Linked DNA regions of Zea mays: region 2 is linked to region 1. The links are chromatin contacts, called in public Hi-C maps. All regions are on one chromosome and are shown on one strand. The core of a region is the stretch at or near the end of the contact, and the rest is flanking DNA. Distances in the headings are between cores, read along the strand shown.

Region 1 (5,811 bases), core at 2,395-4,894:
GTCCTCACCCACCCGACACAGACCATGTCACCGACTGCCCCCACCCCCGCGCTTGTCCGCTCGCCAGTCGACTTGACGCGAGCGCCTCCCCATCGTCCCCTGTCCATCTTCTTCAGTCTGGTTCGTCGCCGTCCTGCCCCCAGGCAGCTTGTGCCTGCGGCTGCGTGCTAGCTTTATCAATCTCTGTCAGGGACGGGGTGCTGATGTGATGAGGGTTTAGCGAAGTTGACGGGCGCCAAGAGCCGGTCTCCTGGATCCCAACTGGCCCGGGGTTTGCTCTGGGGAGACACACCGGTCACCGGTGTGTGGACGGACCAGACCCCATTGCTGGGTCGATCTTCCTTGGCACGGTTCAGCTTTGGAGTTTCAGCTCAGAGTCAGAGACGACTTGATCGAAGGAGTGCCAGACAACAGGTCGCCATCAGAGCTGAAGAAATCTGTCCTGGTTAAAAAAAACCCTACTACATATGAAGGAGAATCATGTTCATGAATGCGATCAAGCTAGTACCAATTGCTGTTGCAATTTGCAAACCCTGTTTTGCAGGAATGAGCAGCGAAGGTTGCGCAGCAGAGGGCATCTTTGTCAACGTCGCCTCTGCATGCACATGTTTAGGGCCAGTTTGCAAATATTTCTTTTCTGATTTATGAGCTTTACTTCTTGATCTTCCCTTCCAAGAGTGTTTCTGACGAGAGAGCCTATAAGAATTAATTTGTCAAATATATATATACACCATAAGTTAGTAGAGGTTGGCCGTTGGCGGCTTGGCGTAGTTGTAGATCTTTTTTTAAAAAAAATAAATATTTTTTATAGCTGTACGTTGTTGTAATCTGTATGAATTTTGATGATGGCTATGCTGTATGCGAAGAGCAATTCCTAGAAATTAGTGCTGTTGGGCATGTTCTTTAATCTTTCATCCCTGGAAAGGATGAAACCCTAAACAATAGTGCTGCTGCAGATGTAGCATCAGCATCGAATCTTGATGCTTTAATGGAACCATAAAAATCTGGAGTAGATGCTGGTGGCAGCAGGGTTAAGTAACTCTGATAATGGACGGAGTAAACCCTCTACTCGAAGTATCTGAGTGACAGTGCAGCAGTCTTGGTTGCTGTTATGGTTAAGCAAGCTCTACGACTGTACCCATGGGTTTTCCATGGTTTTCCACCCATTTGCGGTTTGGTTTGGGGTCAATAAAATTATTGGATGGATTGGGTTTAATTTACTTATGTTTTTCAGTGGGTGTGGAATGGATATCAAGGTTACTATATGTGGGTATGGATTGGGTGTGGTTTGGGTTTGTTGCCATTAGGCATTAGCAGGCCTAAAATGATTACTATTTGGAACAAACCATGGATGTCCTGACACCAATTCTGGATGCAGATGTGTACCTCGGCAGTGAAGGAGTCCTTAACAAATGTATGTGCTGGCCAGTTTCTTTTTCACTACTCTGTTTCTGCTTCTCATAAGCTTATTATATTCCTTTTTTGCGGTGTAGATTTATGGTGACAGATTTCATAGCTTCATGAGTAACTTTGAGAAAGCTTTTGGTAGTACATTGAGAACCATTCACCTTATCAATGAAACGCCTGTTTTTGAGCAAGATGTGGAGCAATGTTCTTACAAAGATGATGATTCTGTACCTCAAATCAAGTTGGGTGGTGCTGATTCATTACCTGAAATAAAGGTTGGTGGTGCTGATTCACAAAGTCAGATACATGATGTCCAGACTGACATGCCCTCGAGTTCAATGAATAGCCAGATTGTTCTTCATACAGGCATCAATGATCAGTTGGTTCATCTTACTTGTAGCAGGTCTAATCCAGAAATTGGTCAGCACATCCTTAGTGTATTTGAGAGATCGCTGAATGAGCAAGCTCGTTCAAATGAGCTCAAAGAGCTTGAAATAGGACTTACTATGAGAAAATTGCAATTGAGTCGATCTCAGTTAGCTCTGAGCTCTGAATCACAAATGTTAGAGAAGATCAAAGTTCATATGGGATTTCAGAAAGCCTCATTCAAAGAGAAGAAATTCAAGACTGAAATGGAGGATACAAAGCATGCAGAACTTTTCAGGAAACTTATAGATATGCTCCTTACTGCAGTGGTACTCATGTCTGTCTGTTTTGGATATGGAACATATATTTATTCGTACCAGCGGATAACTGCTGCTACTTCAGCTTGTGCAGCAATTTCAAGGGTATGTACCAGATTTTTCCAATGCAAATTAGTTGTTTCCAGTGCCATGAAAAGCTCATATCATGTGCTCCCTTTTGTTGCAGGAGTATACATCTTGGTGGATGCCAAGTTCAGTGTCAGCAATCAACTCCGGTTTGCTGCTTTTCAAATGCCATGTGATAGCCGCAACAAGGATATTCTTTGGAATTTTGATGCTCCTACTAATCGGTTGGTTGATATTCCAGCGTTCTGCAATGACTGGACCAAACATGCCAGTAACATTCAATGTTATGATATTGGGAGTTCTTTGTGGTTATTTTGGAAGCTGCTGTGTTGACACACTGGGCGGGGATGGAAATGTATGGCTTATATACTGGGAGGCCCTTTGCTCCATCCATTTACTTGGAAATATTTGGCCATCTCTTTTACATCACATGCTGTATGGTCCTATTTCTGTGACTCACAGGACCAAGGCTGGTCATTTGCCATATTGGGCCCGCCGATACACATTTTACATTTTGGTGTCACTTATTCTGCCATGCTTGGCTGGTTTGCTGCCATTTGCATCTCTGTCAGACTGGAAAGAGCTTGCTGTTCAATATTTGAAGTCCAGATTCAGTGGAATTAATATTGAGGATTGATTATTGAGAGATTGGTTGTGGTTACCGGTGTAATCTCAATCCCATTTTGCGAAGGTGTAAAGGTTTTTTCTGTTTGTCACATATGAATTGTATATCATTGTAGCGAAGGAGGGAAGATTTTTTTGTTTGGCTTCCTTTCATCCTCGGACTGAAGATATGTAAACAAAGTTGTTGGAATGACAACAAAATATCTCCTTTCCTTGGTAGTGGAATATCAGATGGGCTAGGTTCTGATAGTTGTGCTCCTATGCGCACTGCTACAGATATCAAGAGCAAGGCACTTCATATCGGGAAGCTTAGAAATATAATACAGTGTGCAATTTCATTGCAGATTTTTTGTGACCCTTTTTGTGCAAGGACATTGTCCACAGTGATTGTTATCTGATGATTTCTCTTCCCCTCTCTTCTCAATCATCTAGGTTGCAGTTCTTCTCTTCAGTGGGAATCCACTCTACATTGAAAGTTTTGCTTGCATATAGTCCTTCAGATGCATGTATGTTGTAAAAGGATGCTCAGAAGCGCAATGTATCATTTCTATTTAGTTGTACACATTATTTAGTTCCTGCAGCATCGATTATGTGTATCAGTTCTTCAACAGAACTTGCTTATGTTTGTCCAATGCTTTCGTTCAGAATAAGTGGAGTTAAAAACGAGTGGTCAAATTATTTCTACTGTGGCCTAAATAGTTTTATAGATGCTTAAACCACCCATGTGAAATGGCACGTGCAAGTTTCTGTTGAATTTTGAAGATATTTTGTCGAAATGCAAGTTTGTCGAGGCACGAGAGGATGAGGATGTCATGGAAGCTAGGAGCCTGGAGGCGGCGGGGACCCGGACAGACAGAACTGAAGGAGACAGGCGGCGAAGCGAGCGCATCAGTAAGCACTTTCGTGGAGAGATAAAACTACCCCGGTGTTATGGCTGCGGCCGCTCCTCCGTCTCTCGCCCACCCCGCACCTCCGCGCTCCACGAAAGAATTCCAACGCGCACCGCGCCATGCGCCGCGGGACGTCGTCTCCTGGACGTCTACCATCTCGCGCGCGGCGCGACAGGGTGACCTGCATGCGGCGGCAGCATCTCTCTGCGCTATGGTCTCCTCCCCCGCCGCGCCCGCCCCCAACGACGTCACGCTACTTACCGTTCTCTCCGCCTGCGCCGACTCCCCATCCTCGCCGCTAGCCAGCCCCCTCGCCCTCACCCTCCACGCCCGCGCGCTCAAGCTATTCCCCTCCCACCTCCTCCTCTCCACCTGCCTCGCGCGGTTCTACCTCGCGTCCCGCCTCCCGCATCTGGCGCTCCAGCTGTTCGACTCAATGCCGGTCCGCTCCGTCGTCACCTACAACACCATGATCTCCGGGCTTATGCGCAACGGCCTCGTCGACGCCGCGTTCGAGGTGTTCGACGGGATGCCCGGCCCGGACAAGGTCTCATGGACGGCGCTCATCGACGGGTTCGTCAAGAACGGGCGCCACGACGAGGCCATCGACTGCTTCCGCGCCATGCTGCTGGACGGCGTCGAGACGGACTACATCACGTTGGTCGCCGTCGTGTCTGCGTGCGCGGAGGTAGGCGCGCTCGGGCTCGGGATGTGGGTGCACCGGCTCGTGCTCAGGCAGCGGCTGGAGCGCAATGTCCGCGTCGCCAACTCGCTGATCGACATGTATGCGCGGTGCGGACAGGTGAACCTCGCGGCGCAGGTGTTCCGCTCCATTAGGAAGCGGACGGTGGTCTCTTGGAACTCGATGATCGTCGGGTTCGCAGCCAATGGCCGGTGCACAGACGCGATCGAGCTCTTCGAGGAGATGCGGAGGCAGGGGTTCAAGCCGGACGCGGTGACGCTCACCGGCGTCCTCACGGCTTGCAGCCACGCCGGTCTCACGGAGCACGGCCTGAGGTACTACGACCTCATGACGACAGAGTACGGTGTCGCCGCGCGGATGGAGCACTACGGGTGCGTGGTCGACCTGCTCGGCCGGGCCGGGCGCCTGGACGAGGCGATGCACGTGGTGGAGACGATGCCGATGCGGCCCAACGAAGTGGTGCTCGGGGCACTCCTCGCAGGCTGCCGGACGCACGGGAACCTGGACATGGCCGAGCAGATGATGCAGCACCTCTTCGAGCTGGATCCCCAGGGCGACGCCAACTACGTGCTGCTTTCCAACATCTACGCAGCCGTCGGGAAGTGGGACGGCGCGGGGAAGGTCCGAAGCCTGATGAAAGCGCGCGGGGTGAAGAAACGGCCGGGGCACAGCACCGTGGAGATCGACGGCGACGTGCACGAGTTCGTGTCGGGAGATCAGTCCCATCCGCTGGCCGGGGAGATCGGACAGATGCTTGGGCTGCTCTGGCACGAGATGACGAGGTATGGTTGTGATGTGCATGGAGGCAGCAGCTTTGATGGGGATTGAGTTGCTGATACTGCGTTAACGTAGAAGATGCCATGCCTGCAGGCTGCAATCTGGGTTCAGCGTTTTGCCTTTGCCTATGGATTTAGGAATGGTGATGGAATAAGTCTTGAGCATCTAGATGACAGCCTGCTTTTGACTGTCCTCTGTAGTCCTTTAGCATTTAGAGGACAGCTTGACTGTCCTCTGTAGTCTCTTTAGCATCTAGAGGACATCAGTCATTTTTTGACTGTCCTCTGTAGTCGCTTTAGCATCTAGAGGACAATCCTGTTGTGTAGTGTGTGTGAGAAGGTGTGGTAGTGCAGCCCCTAGGGCTATAAATATGTGTTCCCAACCCCTCTAAGGGTATGACATTGTGTAGTGTTTGAGGAAATAAACAGAAAATTGCCCCAACTCATAGTGTCATCCTCTTGATGAGAGTTAGAGTCCCTCTACTTACAATTGGTATCAGAGCCAAACTATCCTGCAGTCTAAACATCTCGTGCTCATCTCATTCCCGCGCCTCTCCCCACACTCAGTCGGCAGCAAGAGCTCCAACTGTTCCTTCCTCCCTTGCTCAGACGAGCAGCCTTTCGTCTGAGACAGCCTCTTC
Region 2 (5,690 bases), core at 2,572-5,071, 58 kb after region 1:
CCTCCTCAAGCTCGCCTCCACGACGTCTTCCACGTGGGGCTTCTTAAGAAGTTCCACGGCGCGCCTCCGCAAGAGCCTCCAGCTCTACCTCCGGTTCGCCGCGGCGCAGTTATTCCAGAGCCAGAGCAAGCAGTCAAGATGCGGCTGCTCAGGAGAGTTCGGCAGGTCCTCATTCGCTGGCGGGGAGCCTCTCCGGCATCGGCTACCTGGGTGGATGTGGACACGTTCCGCGCTTCATACCCACTCTTTCAGCTCGAGGACGAGCTGCCTCTCGAGGAGGGGAGAGATGTGATGTACGGAAATACGTACACATGGCGTCACAGGGCACGCGACGTGCGGCGCGCGGCTGAGCGCGCAGGACGCCTGATCCAGCAGGCAGCCAGGCCTAGCGGCTAGATCTAGAAAGAATAAAAGTGATTGATGGCCTTCCTATTAGTCCGGGCTAGATTTAGAAGGAATAAGAGTGATTAGTGATTGATGGCTTTCCTTTATTAGCCCGGGCTAAATTTAGAAGGGAATAAGAGTGATTAGTGATTGATGGCTTTCCTTTAATAATCCGGGCTAGATTTAGAAGGGAATAAGAGTGATTAGTGGCTTCCTTTAGTAGCCCTGGCCTATGGCCTTATATACCCCCTGTAAGCACCCATGATGAGGACAAGAAAGTTTTATCTCAGTCTCCTACCTCTCTCTCTAATCAGCAACAGGGGGCATAACCCGTTGACAAAGACCGCCGTTCCTGGGGGCATAATCCGGTCGGCAACACGGACGGCGGCTACGACCTTCGGAGCCGCGGTCCTCCTACCCACGGGCCCGACGCCCTTGACACTGTACACAACGTCAGGTATGGAGAAGCCTTACATCACGCAGCGCCAAGAAATCACTTGCCTAAAATGTAGTGGATTGGTTATTTCTCGTGCCTTTCAAGAAGAACACTCTGTATTATATATGGGGATTAGGCTTAGCATAAGCACACGTAAAATGATATGAAACTGAAAGTGAGTCAGCTACGAATTATGATCTCCACAATCTGATGGCTTCAGTTCCAAACTTATTCAAGACAAAGTTGAAAACTGACTCGATTACTATACGTCTCTACGATATAATGAATTCAGTTCCGACCTTGTTGTCTTGGTCCAATCAACTCCAAAAGTGCTCAGCAGAGCTCATCGGGAATATATCGGGAATACAAAGGGCAAATGGCTAACCTCTAATCAGTGATGTCACCTTCTTCACGTGGAACAATTGTACTATGTTCTTATGCTCCAATTGACTTAGTAGCAAGATCCTGAATTAGTGAAATGATGATTGATTACTCAATCAAAATAAACCTTGACATGGATTCAAATACTATGACGTGTAAGATATTTTTAACTCCATCCTCAAATTTGCTCCTACGAAAAATAAAACTCAATATCTGATCATACCATCTAATTCATTCAGCTAAGGCCTCCAGCTTGAGAAGAATTCAAACAGAAACAAAACAGTGGTACGCATCTTTGCCGACACAAACAAAAACATATACATAAATTCGTAGAAAGCCCTAGTGAAACTTGCAGTTGGTGCATCATGTTTAGCATCTTTTTGCACCGAAATTAGGTTGACGTATAAATGAGCAGCTCTTTAATAAAGGGGGAAAAATTGACCGTGACTGACTGCTAAGAGGCAAAGCTACCTGCTCGAGCTAACTTGCGCTTTGCTTTGAATAGTTTTCCGGACCAATCGCTCAATCAGCGATGCTTCTTTGACAGCAAAGGCAAATCCATCCCTGCCAATGTACCGCTAATGGGCTGTTCATTTTGATCTAATCCATATGGATTGGAGGGATTGACTGGGGGACTCTATTCAGACATTTAAGTAGTAGTACGTCGCATAGTAAGGGCGTGTTTGGGAGGGCTTCAAAATACTCGGGCTCCAGCTCTTTCAACTGTATGGCTCTGGCAATGGAGTCACTTTCTTGCGGCTCTTGGGAGGGAGTAATTCCGTGTGAGAGCGCATTTCATAGAATTAACGAAGCCGGAGCGGCTGCAGGTTTCTCGCCTGCGCACATAGGCTGTCGGACGTTGGTCGGCCGGGAGCCGGAGCTCCCGGGACCGGGAGGCGTCCCAAAGAGACACTAAATTATACGTTAGGACATGTTTGGCCAGGCCTAAGTCCTAACGGCTACGTTAGGACATCTAACGCCACGGCAGTCAACCGTCCTCATCAATCAACAAAAAGCATCTTGTGCTGTGAATGAAATTTGGTGGACTTGGGTCAACGATTCCCATATACGCTTCCTTCGGCTCTCATCCTTTTGTTTTTGTTTATCTTAGTATTTAACAATCCATAACTTTTTATTATACTTAGGCCCTGTTTGTTTGCTTTTAAGATTATATAATCCAACTTAAATAAGTTAAGGAGCAAACAAACAATACAAATTATTAGAGGGATTATATAACCTAAATACCTAAATTACGATAATTCAAAGTAGGTCATTAGGTGCTTATATAATTTATAAGCTGTATTATATCATCCTACAAAGCAAACAACCTTAGGGGGTGTTTGAATGTACTAGAACTAATAGTTAGTTGGCTAAAAATTGATAATGAAATTAGCTAGTTAATAAATGTCTAACTATTAACTAATTTAACAAAAATAGCTAATAGCTCAACTATTAGCTAAGGTGTTTGGATGTCTCAACTAATTTTAGCCACTAACTGTTATCTTAGTGCATTTAAACACTCCTTTACTCTCACAAGTCACAACTATGAGCATGTAGTGGAGTAACTGCACGCCTAGGTCTTAACTCAGAGTCCATGCAATTTTATTTCCTTATCTTGAGGATTCGTATTTGCTTTTTCTGCACAACATTGAGGTGCTTGTCATGACGCTGCTTACGTCAGCAAGAGCTATTACTTATCAGGGTGTGTTTGGTTGTGTTGTGGCTTTGATAAAAGTTGTTGTGAGCTGTGAGGTGTGGAAAAAACTGTCGTGGTCTGTGAGCTGTTAAAAAGCTAAAAACCGTTTGGTGGAAACCACTAAAATCCGTTAAAAGTTCTTCGATATACGTTTTCACAGTTCCATCCGAAAGCCACTAAAAGCAGGTCCAGTAGTGCTTTCAGTTTTGCACTACGAGAAAGTCGGTTTTTAGAAGAAGAAAAAACTGCTTTTTGAATCTAGCCCTTTGATTTAGACTTTGACTTTTACGGAGAAAACCAAACTCAAAAGCCAAACCAAACATACCCCTGAAGCACGCACAAACTTATATGACTCGTGTTTCGGCAAACCTTGGTGTTAAACATCATAAACAACAATATTAAGAGTAAAGTATTTTCTATAACGGTCATCTATATAACTTGTTTGTAGGTTCACCCATACAATAGCTATATATCTAATGCACAAGTTGCTGGCACATAAAAATTCTCCGAAGTATTTTGTATCACGGATCTTGTTTTATTGACCCCATCGTAGGAAATACAATACGATGAACGAAGTTGATAATGAACCCTATATAAGAAAATCTATCACATTTAAAAAAAAGGAATCGGATGCTCAAGTCAAAAGGACATGTATTAATTAGTCTTTCTAGGCTAGGACACGCTGGACCAGCTACGCAGACACCTCACGCAAGCTTAAATTAACCCATGTGGCTATGTGCTGACTACCAACCCAAAGCAAAGCCCAATTTTTAATTAGATGCCACGGCCTGATGCTGTCAGATCGCGCCCTAGCTTTTGCGGAAGCAGTGAAAGAGAAACAGGGGGCCCTAATCCAGTGTCCTGAACGACCTATCTGGATCGTAGTGAAATTTGGTTCATAAAGAAAACGAGCCCGTGGGCCTCCAGTTCACATCTTCATCCTTTCAGTCCAGAGTTTCTTTCCCATCCCATTCCATTCCCATCTCTAGCTCTGAGTTGCCACGTGTCGCTGCTCCGAAGTGTGAAGTGCCGAACATCCGGAGACAAACCACCAGAGTCCAGAGCTCCTCGTCGACCATGGAATGAATCACTGAAGCACGTCTAGAGAGGCATAGATCCCGTCCAATTGTCTCCTGTCTCTGCGTACGTTGCCGCAGGAAGATAAACAAGAAATAAGTCTTCTCTCGTTATCGACGTAAGATCTTAGACCTCAAATTCAGAAATCTGTAATAACATTATAGAACATGTTATCAACACTTCTCTACCTCAATATTGTTATGAATCTAATCTATACCAACCCTCCACTAAGTCGGCAAGTCACCGTCCTTACCGAACCATTCTATGCTAAAGGGTTTATCTCCGCATGCATACTTAATCAATTCTAAACTCATATGTTCAATCTAAATTAAAGTCTTGCGATCAGATGTATGATATAAATTGAATTTTTACGGTCAGATGTATGTTGTATATTGAATCCTTACAGTCAGATTGATTTGCAATTGCATGCCACCGCCGCAAGCCGCGTCGGCGCGCCCGTTACTACTGCGTGTTGCCACTCCATCGCCAGTCGCGCTCGTGCGCCGCCACCAGTCGTCACCCGTCGTACCTAGGCCTGGGCATAAAACCCGAGCCCGAAGCCCTATACCCGAAATACCCGAACCCATACCCGTTTAGCCCGAAGCCCGTTACCCAAATAGCTCCAGCGGGTAATGAAACTGGATACCCGAACTAAGTTCGGGCCTAATCGGGTACTAACCCGCGGTACCCGAAGTACCCATTCTACCCGATATCCATTCTACTAGAAGGCCGCCAGGCGCCAGGCCGAGCGCAAGCTCCACAGCCCACGGCCCAGTTGGCAGCCTACTACGAAATCGAAACCTCCCAATCCAGCCAACCCTAACTCCTGAGTCCTGTCTTCCTTGTCCGGCTGTCCTGAGTCCCTGGCGCGGCACCAGCGGCGGCTGTTCCAGCGGCGGCTGTTCCAGCGGCGGCTGTTCCTGGCGCGGCACCAGCGGCGGCTGCGGCACGCCCCCCATTGGCCATCGCCTAGGCTACAACTGCAACCTGTCCAGCCGGTCGCACGCCAGCCACCAGCGCTCAACGCGACGCTAGCGTCCAGGCGCCGCGGCCTCACCAAGGCGCCGTCCAGGCCAACGTCCAGGCGCCCGCCACGCACATGCATTGCCCGAGTGGACCAACAGGCAACAACCAAGTGTGATTTGAGTTTGTGATTTGAGTTTGTGATTTTGTCAAAGGCAATAACGGGTACCCGAATTTTACACAAACCCAAACCCGAATTTGTGGGTACCCGAAATTGCGGGTACCCGAAATTTCGGGTACGAGTACGGGTTCAACTGTTGAAAACCCGAAATTTAAAAAACCCGAAAAGCCCGACCCGAATTTTCGGGTAAACCCGAACGCCCAGTCCTAGTCGTACCCACTATGCTCACACACCGTCATCACTATTCGCACCTGCGTGTGCTGCCACGTCACCACCGGCCGCGCTCGCCCACCCTCACTAGATGTGCCTGTCGCGTGCGTCTTTTGGGCGCGCCTATCTACCATGCTAAGATGCGTTATCGATGGGCTACCACTGCTAGACCACCCGTCAGCCACGCATGGCATGTCTCGGCCACAAATGTTTTCACTAGCTTATGAAATTCATCGTTTAGAGGTGTTTTCTTTTTTGAGTATAATTAATTTTTTCTCTGGTATAATTGTGGTGCTTAAATAGTATTCCTTTTGAATTTTTTTAACAATTTTCTAGTGCACATTTAAATTCTATGCATGCTC

What was found. Hi-C and Micro-C count contacts between places; a contact is called where the count stands out from the background.
Region 2: a Hi-C map of ear shows a contact between it and region 1, with 2.3 times the contacts expected there. The contact joins the enhancer-like site here to the promoter of LOC103654223 in region 1. A contact is called at or near these places in 6 of 25 Hi-C or Micro-C datasets (ear, leaf, root tip and 1 more).

What each region holds. Positions count from the first base shown.
Region 1 is chr4:183,049,424-183,055,234 of Zm-B73-REFERENCE-NAM-5.0, forward strand. LOC103654223 (pentatricopeptide repeat-containing protein, chloroplastic-like) reads left to right here and starts at 3,645. Exons shown (of 2, transcript XM_008681053.4): 1 at 3,645-4,379; 2 at 4,494-5,622. The coding sequence starts at 3,732. The coding sequence ends at 5,222. LOC100502198 reads left to right here. Exons shown (of 5, transcript NM_001363232.1): 3 at 1,379-1,414; 4 at 1,494-2,195; 5 at 2,278-3,139. The coding sequence ends at 2,814.
Region 2 is chr4:183,107,035-183,112,724 of Zm-B73-REFERENCE-NAM-5.0, forward strand. No RefSeq gene overlaps it. Among protein-coding and RNA genes, the nearest start is that of LOC100280385, 24 kb to the right of the region's middle. Within about 2 kb of position 3,822, at least 18 of the 20 cell types and tissues checked have an H3K27ac peak or open chromatin away from gene starts, as enhancers often do. A contact at or near this core is called in ear, leaf, root tip and 1 more, where this site is marked.